3 separate regions of the Mus musculus genome follow, and regions 1 and 3 are each linked to region 2. A link is a contact called in public Hi-C and HiChIP or PLAC-seq data. All regions are on one chromosome and are shown on one strand. The core of a region is the stretch at or near the end of the contact, and the rest is flanking DNA. Distances in the headings are between cores, read along the strand shown. Region 1 has its middle 4.0 kb from the start of Gm41577. Region 2 holds the start of Ddr1 (discoidin domain receptor family, member 1). Region 3 has its middle 13 kb from the start of Gm41577.

The links. Hi-C and Micro-C count contacts between places; a contact is called where the count stands out from the background. HiChIP or PLAC-seq counts read pairs in DNA pulled down with a chosen protein or histone mark.
Region 1: a Hi-C map of cerebral cortex shows a contact between it and region 2, with 2.1 times the contacts expected there. The contact joins the enhancer-like site here to the promoter of Ddr1 in region 2. A contact is called at or near these places in 21 of 39 promoter capture datasets (the 3T3-L1 cell line, 3T3-L1-derived adipocytes, the C10 cell line and 13 more), 2 of 15 datasets of contacts at CTCF or cohesin (CD8 T cells and embryonic stem cells), 8 of 484 Hi-C or Micro-C datasets (cerebral cortex, embryonic stem cells, lens fibers and 1 more), 16 of 115 datasets of contacts at active chromatin or transcription factors (astrocytes, craniofacial prominence, embryonic stem cells and 9 more) and 3 of 9 other capture datasets (adipose tissue, liver and pancreatic islet).
Region 3: a contact with region 2 is called in an H3K27ac HiChIP or PLAC-seq map of embryonic stem cells, with 17 read pairs. The contact joins the enhancer-like site here to the promoter of Ddr1 in region 2. A contact is called at or near these places in 11 of 39 promoter capture datasets (the C10 cell line, the HPC-7 cell line, cranial neural crest and 7 more), 2 of 484 Hi-C or Micro-C datasets (both in embryonic stem cells), 11 of 115 datasets of contacts at active chromatin or transcription factors (T-cell acute lymphoblastic leukemia, astrocytes, embryonic basal ganglia and 5 more) and 3 of 9 other capture datasets (adipose tissue, liver and pancreatic islet).

Annotation. Positions count from the first base shown.
Region 1 is chr17:35,583,042-35,586,182 of GRCm38.p6, forward strand. No RefSeq gene overlaps it. Among named protein-coding and RNA genes, the nearest start is that of Gm41577, 4.0 kb to the right of the region's middle. Within about 2 kb of position 1,435, at least 22 of the 459 cell types and tissues checked have an H3K27ac peak or open chromatin away from gene starts, as enhancers often do. A contact at or near this core is called in cerebral cortex and pancreatic cancer cells, where this site is marked.
Region 2 is chr17:35,698,424-35,701,984 of GRCm38.p6, forward strand. Ddr1 (discoidin domain receptor family, member 1) reads right to left here and starts at 2,167. Exons shown (of 18, transcript NM_001198833.1): 1 at 2,008-2,167. LOC115488883 (a small nuclear RNA gene) reads right to left here and starts at 886; the gene lies at 780-886.
Region 3 is chr17:35,599,776-35,603,050 of GRCm38.p6, forward strand. No RefSeq gene overlaps it. Among named protein-coding and RNA genes, the nearest start is that of Gm41577, 13 kb to the left of the region's middle. Within about 2 kb of position 1,731, at least 32 of the 459 cell types and tissues checked have an H3K27ac peak or open chromatin away from gene starts, as enhancers often do. A contact at or near this core is called in embryonic stem cells and pancreatic cancer cells, where this site is marked.

The DNA of each region.
Region 1 (3,141 bases), core at 185-2,684, 120 kb before region 2:
GTATATCTGTGCACACAAATGCAGGTGCTACTGCTGGCCACAAGAGGGCACCAGATCCCTTGGAGCCAGGGCTGTTCCAGGTGTTTGTGAGTTGCTCTATGTGGAGGCTGAGTTTGAACTTGGATCCTTCTGCCAAGAGTAAGAGTAGCAAGTACTCTTAACCACTGAGCCATCTCTCCAGCCTTGATTTAAAAGAAAACAGTTCAAATCTTTTTTTCTTTTTCTTTTTCTTTTTCTTTTTCTTTTTCTTTTTCTTTTTCTTTTTCTTTTTCTTTTTCTTTTTCTTTTTCTTTTTCTTTTTCTTTTTCTTTTTCTTTTTCTTTTTCTTTTTCTTTTTCTTTTTCTTTTTCGAGACAGGGTTTCTCTGTGTAGCCCTGGCTGTCCTGGAACTCACTTTGTAGACCAGGCTGGCCTCGAACTCAGAAATTCGCCTGCCTCTGCCTCCCGAGTGCTGGGATTAAAGGCATGCGCCAGTTCAATTCTTTAGTGCCTTAATGTATATTAATTCCTACAAGACCTTAACGAACAGTTTTAAACTTTTACCACATTAGCATGTCATATACACTTTAAAATACTAACATCCACAAGCCTGAGCCATGCACACACCAGGCTAGTGCTACTACCAGCCAGGTCCAGAGGCCCAGCATTGTTTTTCTTCTTCTTCTTCTTCTTCTTCTTCTTCTTCTTCTTCTTCTTCTTCTTCTTCTTCTTCTTCTTCTTCTTCTTCTTCTCCTTCTCCTTCTCCTTCTCCTTCTCCTTCTCATTCTTCTCCTTCTTCTTCTTCTCCTTCTTCTTCTTCTCCTTCTTCTTTTTTGATTTTTGAGACAGGGTTTCTCTGTGTAGCCCTGGCTGTCCTGGAACTCACTCTGTAGACCAGGCTGGCCTCGAACTCAGAAATCCGCCTGCCTCTGCTTCCCGAATGCTGGGATTAAAGGTGTGTGCCACCACGCCCGGCCATTGTTTCTTCTTTTTAAAAAATTATTTTTTGTGTGCATGTGCGTTTTGCTTGCACGTTATGTCTGGGATCACGTGAACGCCTAGTGTTCATGGAATCCAGAGGAGAATGTTGTGTCCCTTGGAACTGGCGTTACCGAGAGTTATGAGCCGCAGTATGGGATGCTGGGACCCGAAGTCCTGTCCTTTCCAAGAGCAGTGTGTTGTTCCTACCTGCTGAGCCATCTCTCCAGCCCCTATTTTTTGTTTTATTCCTTAACAGTGTGTAATTACCCAGCTGTGTTTAGTGCCCTGGCATTGACATTGTTTAGCTGTAGTAATCAGCAGGGGGTTACCTGGAGAGCCTTAAGAACTTGCAACAATGTTTAGAAGAAATGAGTGAGCAGGTGCAGAGCTTTGGGGAATGGCAACCAGACAACATTCGGTTCTCCACAGAGCATCAGTCTGGGAAGCTCAATATCGATCTGTTGCCAGCAGAGGGAGCCAGTGGGACGCCAGTAGAGGAAAGAACGCTTGCTTTCTGGCGAATGCTTGGGCAGGAGCCCTCTGTGGTCCAGTGACATTCAGGGGGCTCAATCCCAGCTGTGTATGCTAAGGACGCGTGTTCTCTCGACCACAGACAGAGACTGAGCGCCTCGGGCCTTGCATACAAGAAGTGGTTTCCAACCACCCCTCTCCCCTTCAGACCTCTCTGCCTCACCGGCGCCCCTGACTGTGGTCCCAGGATAAAAGTGATGTCATCTGACAACCAGGTGCTCAGACTGTTTGACATGCAGTCTAGTGCAGTAGTGAGTGGCATCCCCTTCCAACGTCGCCGTTTTGTGTGTCCTCTAACTCAGTCCCAGGAAGGTTTCTGGCTTCTTATATGACTGAAGTTACTACCCCATTGCTTACTAAGCGACAATCTGGGTCAAAGGTTGACTCCTAGTTCCTGACTATACCTTGAATCCTTGGTGGACCTCTTTTTGTTTGATTGATTTTTGGGTTTGGGGGTTTGTTTTTACATAATTTTTTTTAAAAAATGTATGTATGCACTGTGAAAACTTTGTCTGCCTAAGTGGATGTGGGTCACTTATGTGCCTGGTGTCCTGGGAGGGCCGAAGAGGACGTCAAATCCTCTGGAACTGGAGTTACTGACAGTTGTGAGCCACCTCGTCGGTACTGGGAGCCAAACACTGGAAGAGTAGCAAGTGCTCTTAAAATCTGAGCTCTCTCAAGTCTCTGATTTTTTTTTAAGGCGCGCGCACGTGTGTGTGTGTGTGTGTGTGTGTGTGTGTATGTGTGTGTTTGTGTGTATGTGTCCAAGACAACTTGTGGGAATCAGTTCTCTCTTCCTACCACATGGGTCCCAGAGATGGAACCCTGTCACCAGGCTTGGCAGGGAGCAAGCACCTTTAGCAGATGGGACATCTCACCAGCCCCAGATTTAGGGGTTTTGTGACATATCTCATGTAGCCCAGATGGGCCTCTTGCTCACTGTAGAGCTGAAGATGGTCTTGTACTCCTGATTGTCCTGCCTCTGCCTCCGAGACCTGGGACTACGGGCGAGTGCTATGCTATCCTGCCAGCCTTGCAGTGGGCATCTTGAGCTGTAGTCTGTGTGTGGTCCCAGGTCTTCATAAGAGGCTGTGACAAAGCTGTCACAGGAAAGCCAGGCACCTGCAGTTAGGGACCAGCTGCTGCCAGTGGGGTCAACAGAGGCTACCCAGCTGTGGACCTTTGCCTATGTCGATGAGGCTGGTAAAATGGAAAGAAACCTAAGCCCTGGGTCTCGTCTTCCTCCTCAGAGGATCCCCCTGGAGGGGTGTGTTTGAAGCAAACAGTAGCCCAGTTCCCCTTGGAACACCTCATTGAAGGCTCTGCAGGTATCAGTTGACCTGGTCACTCCCTGAGGGCATTTCTGCATTCATCTTCCTGGGGCAGGTCCAGCTGCCAAGTTCTCAGGACTACCTGGAAAGAGCTGGGAAGGCTGGAGCAGGGGAGGTTGGAAACAGGTTTTGACTTAATCTTAAATAATTTTCAGCATGGCTAGCAGGATCTCCATGACAGGCTTCAGCCTTCAGTGAGCAAACCACTCACAGGGTGGAACGCAGGAGGCAGGGGTGGGGTCCCTGAGCCGTGTTGGCTCAGGCAGGGTGTGAGCGTCTCGGACCTGGTCAGTTAGGTCAGGCGTTCTAGACACCTGAG
Region 2 (3,561 bases), core at 917-3,416:
ACAAACCAAGGATCAGGACACTGCGCCCTGGGCCCTTCCTTCTCTCCTAAACCCATCGCCCAATCCCAGCTCTAGACACATACATACACACAGGGGACTTAAACCCACTGTGAACGCTAAATGTATCCTGCTCACATACCACTAGCGCCTTACTGCCTCTCACAGACATTTTCCTTTTCCTTTCTTCATTTCTTTTCCTTTTAGCTCCTGACCCTCCTGCCTCTTCAGCACACCCTATTGGCCTGTGTCCCACCAAGACCAGCTCACACAATTCCTATCCACTCTGTACAGATCTTTTTTGTTTTTTCTTGTATGCCGCTATCCTGTTTAGATTCAAAGAATGGAGTTCAGTTTTGCACCAAGACGTTCATATCCTGGAAAGGCTGTTTCAACTCACTTCAGCACCTTGAGCCCCACCCCCACCCCCGTTTTCTGCAAAAAGAGAGATAAATAGTCTACATGAGAGACTCTACAGTCTCCAGGATTTTGTTGTTGTTCCTGGACCCTGCATTCTTCCCTGGGGTCTTTTTAATTTTTATTTATTTATTTATTTGTTGTTGTTTTTTTCGAGATAGGGTTTCTCTGTATAGCCCTGGCTGTCCTGGAACTCACTTTGTAGACCACACTGGCCTTGAACTCAGAAATCCGCCTGCCTCTGCCTCCCAAGTGCTGGGATTAAAGGCGTGCACCACCACGCCTGTCTAATTTTATTAAGTATTACCTGGACCTCAAGTAGCTTTAAAGACAACTCCTCCATTAAATTCCATCTTCCATCATTTAAAAATTAAGGACCGTTCATGAATTTCCGTGTCATGCTTGTATAGGGGCCGCATTAGTCTTCTCTGTATCTTTCCAATTTTAGTATATGTGTTGCCGAAGCCAGCACCACTCCACACAGATCTTGACATCTTCTGTGTGTGCGTTTGATTTCTTTGTGTTGCTTTGGGGCGGGGAGAAGGACTGGTTAGTTGCTTGGGTTTTGTTGTCTCACTGTGTAGCCCTGGCTAGCCTGGAACTCAGAGAGATTCTCCTGCCTCTGCCACTCGAGTGCTGGAACTAAAGACCTGTACTCCTAACAGCAAGATAGTTGGTTGGGGTTTTTGTTTGTTTGTTTTGTTTTGTTTGAGACAAGGTCTCAAGTTCAACTACGATGCCAAGGAAGGCTGACCTTCAGTTCTTTATCACCAGAGGCTAATTACAGGTGTGTGCCACAAACCCCGAGGTAATCTATAAAGTCAGATCTCACCATTTAGCGAATACTAAACGGCAGACACAAGCTCCTATAATCAGAAGACAAAGTGAGCCACACGCAGGCCCTGAGGTACAGGATCCTCAGAGAACGGAGCCACCCACCCCCAAACATCCAGAGTGACTGAGCCAGAGGGAAGCCAAGAGCAGGCAGGAACAGGTGGGACTCAGGTGGGAAGAACAGCAAGAAAAACAAGGACCATCTCTCCCTGTTCTCAAGCATTCTACTGTGTGTGACCTGTCCCTACAGTGAGTGCCACACGAGTCTGGACACACCTCCATCCTTCTCAGCCACTCAGTTGTAGGCCAGCCGGGCGGTGGCTGGGAGAGGGGGTGCTGAAAAGAATTGCCTGGCCAGAAAGGGAGCCTGGGAGCGTTGCTCATTGGGCGGTGACCTCGTCTCTTGGCACAACCCGGCAACCACGGAGCGTGGCTGGTCTGGTAGGTTGGGCGTCAGGCTGGCTCCCTCTGGCCTGGGCAGCTTAACCGAGCATGTCCGTAAGCATGGCACCGGAGGTTGAGGGGTAGGCACCGATAGGATGACTCAGTGGGCTACATATGCGCGCACCTGTCCTCTTGGAGTTAGGTTCTCCCCTCACCCAAGAAAAGAGAGGTCCTCGCTCTCTTTTCGGAATAGTTTCTCGGAAAGTCAGGACCCTCTGCTTTGGATGGAGAGTCAAAATCCCGGGGCAGCAAACATAACTGGGGTTCCCCAACCCGCTCCCCTTGCCTCTTGCTCGTCCCCGCCTCAGTCCCTACCTCTCATGGCTCTCCGGGGCGGACCCGGGCGTCAGGCCCCGGCTTGGGGCCTCCTCGGCGGCGGGGCGCGGGAGGGGAGCGCAGGCGCCGGCGGGGCTCGGGTGTCGGGAGGCGGCTCCCGCGAGCAGCTGTCGGGGGCCTGTTCCGGGGAGAGGAGCCAGCGCGGGGCCGGATCGCGCCCAGGCGCCGCCTCCCCGCGCCCGTCCCCCGCCGGTACTCCCGCCCCGGCGCCCGCGCTCCCACGCCCGGCGCCGCCCCTCGCTCCTCTCCTAGTGCGGTACCCGCCCTGCAAGTGCTCCCCAGCGCGTAGCCTCCACTAGGTGATCCGCACGCCCATCCCCCGCCACCCCGATGCTGGGGTACAGCAGCACCATCAGGGGCCCGCTAAGCCCCCTAGGGACCCCGCGCGGTGGCTCGGGGGTGGGGAGAGTTGGCGCCGTCCCTCCTCCCCTTTTTCTGGGCTCGGTTCCTGGAGAGAGGGAGAGAAGCACGGAGAAGCGGCCCCAGGGCACGCAGGAAGGAACGGGTTCCCACAGGCCCAGCACCGGAGCGAGAGCTGCAGCCCGGCTGGGGGAAGGGAGCCGGGCTCACCTGTCTAGCCAGACCCTCTAGGTTCACACTCCACCCCATTTGTCACCATTTGGCACACACCCCTCCTCCGGATCCCAACCTAAATCACTCCCCCCATCCCCGCGCGCCCCAAGTCTGAGAGCCGGTCACACTCTTTTAGTCTCAACTTTTTTCTGTTCCCTTCTTCCAGAACCTCTCCCCAGCTTGGCAGCTCCCTCCTGTCTTCTCAGGATCCCTGAGATTCAAACCCCCAAGCTCCGGATCCCCCTGGGATCCCTGCTTCATCCAGGCTAACTCTGCAGTCTTTCTCAGGCAAGCCTCCCTCAGTCCCAGTCAGTCAGCTCGGTCCCTGGTGGAAGCCGCAGAGTCTGGCTTCTGGCAAGGAGAAGGGCAAAATGGAGCCAAGACGAGGTGGGGGTGGGGGAGGAAGATAGATAGGCGCCCTGAAAAATAAAGACACTGCCCAAAGCACAGGAACGCATGACCCAGGGATACAAGGAGACAATGAACGGAGAGAGCTGCTGAGCCATGGACCGGAGAGATAGAGGCAGGGAGGACAACAGAGCTAGTGTGGGAGTGTGGGAGGTGTTCCGTCCCATTCAGCACCACCTGTCATTCCTACCTCTCTCCAACGCCACCCCCCCCCCCATACCTGCCAAGTCCCCGGATAATGTCAGGTCACAGTAAAGTCTCCGGTCTCACCACCCGGTTACAAACACATCCCAACTGACTCAAAACTCACACCCAAAAAGCATTTCCAAAGAGTCTCAAGAAAGACACGAAGTCCAAACAAACCAAGACAAGTACACACAAAAAACCTACCAGGAAGATAAGCTGCCCCTAGGGAGAAGCCAAGGCAGGCTGGGTCTCCAGTTTACAAACCCAGGGACGTTCCAGCTGCTGAAGGACCTGCTAATGGCTCCCATGGCCACTGGGAGAACTGCCTACGACCTTTTCACCTAGACCTTAGGGGACACCCACCCC
Region 3 (3,275 bases), core at 481-2,980, 99 kb before region 2:
TGCGAGCAAATGTGGGAATGGAGCACGTGTGTATATGTGTGTGAGAGCACATGTGTATGTGTGTGTGTATATATATGAGTGAAAACGTGTGTGAGCACGTGTGTGTAGTACCTGTGTGTAAATATATATATATATATGTGTGTGTGTGTGTGTGTATGTGTGTATATATATGTATATGTGTGTGTGTGTGTAAGCACATGTGAGTGTGAGCAAACGTGTGTGGTACATATGAATATATATGTATGTGTGTGTATAAGCACATGTGTATGAGCATGTGTGTAGCACATGTATGTGTGTGTGAGCATGTGTGTGGACATATGTACATGGAGCATGTGTATGTGTGTGAACACATATGTGTGAGCATGTGTGTATGTGTGTATGTATGTATGTGTAGGCACATGTGTGTATGTGTGTGTGTGTGAGCCAGAGGTGACATCTAGCATCTTCCTGTATTGGTTTCACTTAACTTATTTATTTTATTTTATTTTTTTATGTGAACTGGTGTTTTACCTGCATGTATATCTGTGTGAGGGTGTTGGATCATGGAATTGGAGTTACAGATAGCTTTGAGCTGCCATGTGGGTGCTGGAAATTGAACCTGGGTCCTTTGGAAGAGCAGCCAGTGCTCTTAACCACTGATCTATCTCTCCAGCCCCTCCTCCTTACTTTTGAGACATGGTCTCTCATTTATCTTTGAGCTTGCTGATTGGCTGTCTGGCTAGCCAGCAAGCCCAGGGATCCACCTCTCCAACTCCCCAGGAAAGATGCACTCGATGCCCAGCCTTTTAAATTTTTATTTTTTTTTTTAGTGTGGGAGTTTTAGACGCAGGTCCTCATGCTCGTACAACAAGCACTTTACTCCATAGCCATCACCCCAGACACTAAATTTATTTTTTGTTTTGAGACAAGGCTCAGCAAATTGCTGATACTGGTCTTAAATCTTCCTGCCTCAGCCTCTCGGTAGCCCGGATCAAAGGTCTTCATGACCAATCCCAGCTTCCGTTCTTGAATTTTATGAGAGCCCTATTTTCTACTGACAATGCTGTTCACATTACACGGCTCCTATTCTGTCGATATCACTGTGAACTGTGCACAGAGAAACAACTCAGGTCCTGAGATTCTGGTCAAGCCCCAGGCTGAGAGAACCTAGGGGCAGAGGAGACTTGGCAGCTTTGTGGGCAAGCCAGGCGACCTGGAAGCCCTGAGGAAGAACACTGGCCCAGCCTCTGGAGAGATCTCATGGTGACCTTGTCAGAGGGCTGCTTCTTAGGGCCTGTTGAGCACCAGGTTCAAGAACAAAAGTGCAGGCCATGCCTGAAGGTGCAGTTCTCTCTGCAGGACAAGGCTGGTTAGAGACAGGTGGTGTTACCTGCACTCAGTCCTGGAACTGACTGTTGAGAGAGGATGTGGCCTGAACCGGGGCAGCCCCATCATCAGCAAGACACATCCATACATCCATAGTCCCCCACAACCCCAACCCTGGTCTGTCTCACAGAAACTGTGTCTCACTCACTGCACAGCACAAACCTGAAGTCCACACCTGCTCCCCCCCCCCCAACTTCACTCAAGGGATTTGGGGACTGGGAGAATTCTGGGAAGGGTGTCTCCTGGCTTCATGGTTAGCCTCAACTGTCAACTTGACACACCTGTGAGGGAAACCTCAATGGAGGAATTGCCTAGATTGGGTTTGCCTGTGGGCGCATCTGTGGGAGGTCTCTGTGATAGCTAACTTATGCAGAATGGCCCAGCCCACCGTGGATAGCTGGAATGTGGGTGTGGGCAGATAGTCCTGGCTGTGTAAGAAAGCTAACAAAAGAAAAGAAAGAAAGAAAGAAAGAGAGAGAGAGAGAGAGAGAGAGAGAGAGAGAGAGAGAGAGAGAGAAAGAAAGAAAGAAAGAAAGCGAGCAAGCTAACTAAGCAGGAGAGCAGGAGAGAGTGAGCCGGCAAGCAACTTCCCCATGGTTCCTGCCTCCGGGCTCCTGCGAGCTTCTGCCCTGGAGATAAATGTAAGCCAAACAAACCCTCCCTCCTCCAACCCTTGCTTGCCCCCCACCCCCCCACAACCCAAGGTGCTTTCAGTACAAAATTTATCACAGCAACAGTGAGCAAACTGTAACACTGGGGTGTGGCACCTTCCTCCGTGATGTGTCATGTGATGTGCCCATACTTGGGCTCCGATGGGGATTAGGTTCATTTATTTTGTTTAATCACACAGTCACAGCCTACACTCCTCTTTTTCCTGGTGGGCAGCCAAGTGGGAGGGAGGCTGCTTGGTTGCCATGGAGACAGGGGAACCTGCCCCTCTGGGTACCCCCAGGTCACCTTTTGGGATGCTCAGGTACAGTATCTCCCAGTCAGCTCCACGGTTGCAGGAGGACTCTGGTCTCTGCAGTCGAGTCCAGTGGCACTTGGCTGGTGATAGGCTTGAGGGTGCAGCCCGTGGCTGGGGCTGTGGGGGTGGTTCAGGTTTGGTGTGAGGCTTCTCAGGCAAGGGCAACACCTCAGGGGCGTGTCCCCCCTTCCCATCCCTTCATCCTCTGCACTCTTAGCCCTGTGGGAGCTCACCCCTAAGGGGGTCTTCTACCCTGATCCCCCTCTTTAGCATCTTCTGGATAGCACCTAGCTTCTCCAATGTTCTGTCTTGCTAGTTCTAGCCCGCCATTTCTGTGTAACTCTTCCTCAGTCCCTCTTGTTACCCGTGCAGACAGCCTCTGCTCTCCAGCCCTCTGTCTTCATTTGCCTGAACTCCTGGTTAGGAAAAAAGATTTGTAGACTCTGTAGATACTCAACAAGAGAGGCTACAAGCCCTGCAGCAAGAATCAAAGCCACAGCCACAGCCACGGCCGAGGCCACAACCATGGAGACCATTGCAGTTAGGGTGACTTCCCATGGCCTCAGCTGGCCTGGTTAGGCTCTCCCTTTGCTTCCTGCAGTGGGTGGCCTTGTGCTGGTGACGCTGGGGTTGTAGCTACTATGATGTTGATGTTGGAGGCTGTGGTCACTATGCTGGATCCACAGGTCCCAGGAGCTGCCACAGGTGGCTCCAGGGAGATTTGCTGTGGGTTCTCCAGGGTCAGAGCTTGTGATGCTCTGACAGGAGCCTGGAGTGGGGTTGGGGAGAGAGAGTGGCTGGTCATTTCCATTGCAGGGTTAGCTTAGTTTAGCAGCTACTAACATACTTATATTAATTAGTATATTATATTACCTATGGGACAATATCATTATTGCCACTATTAGTATATTACACTAATATACTAATAATATTTTATCATATT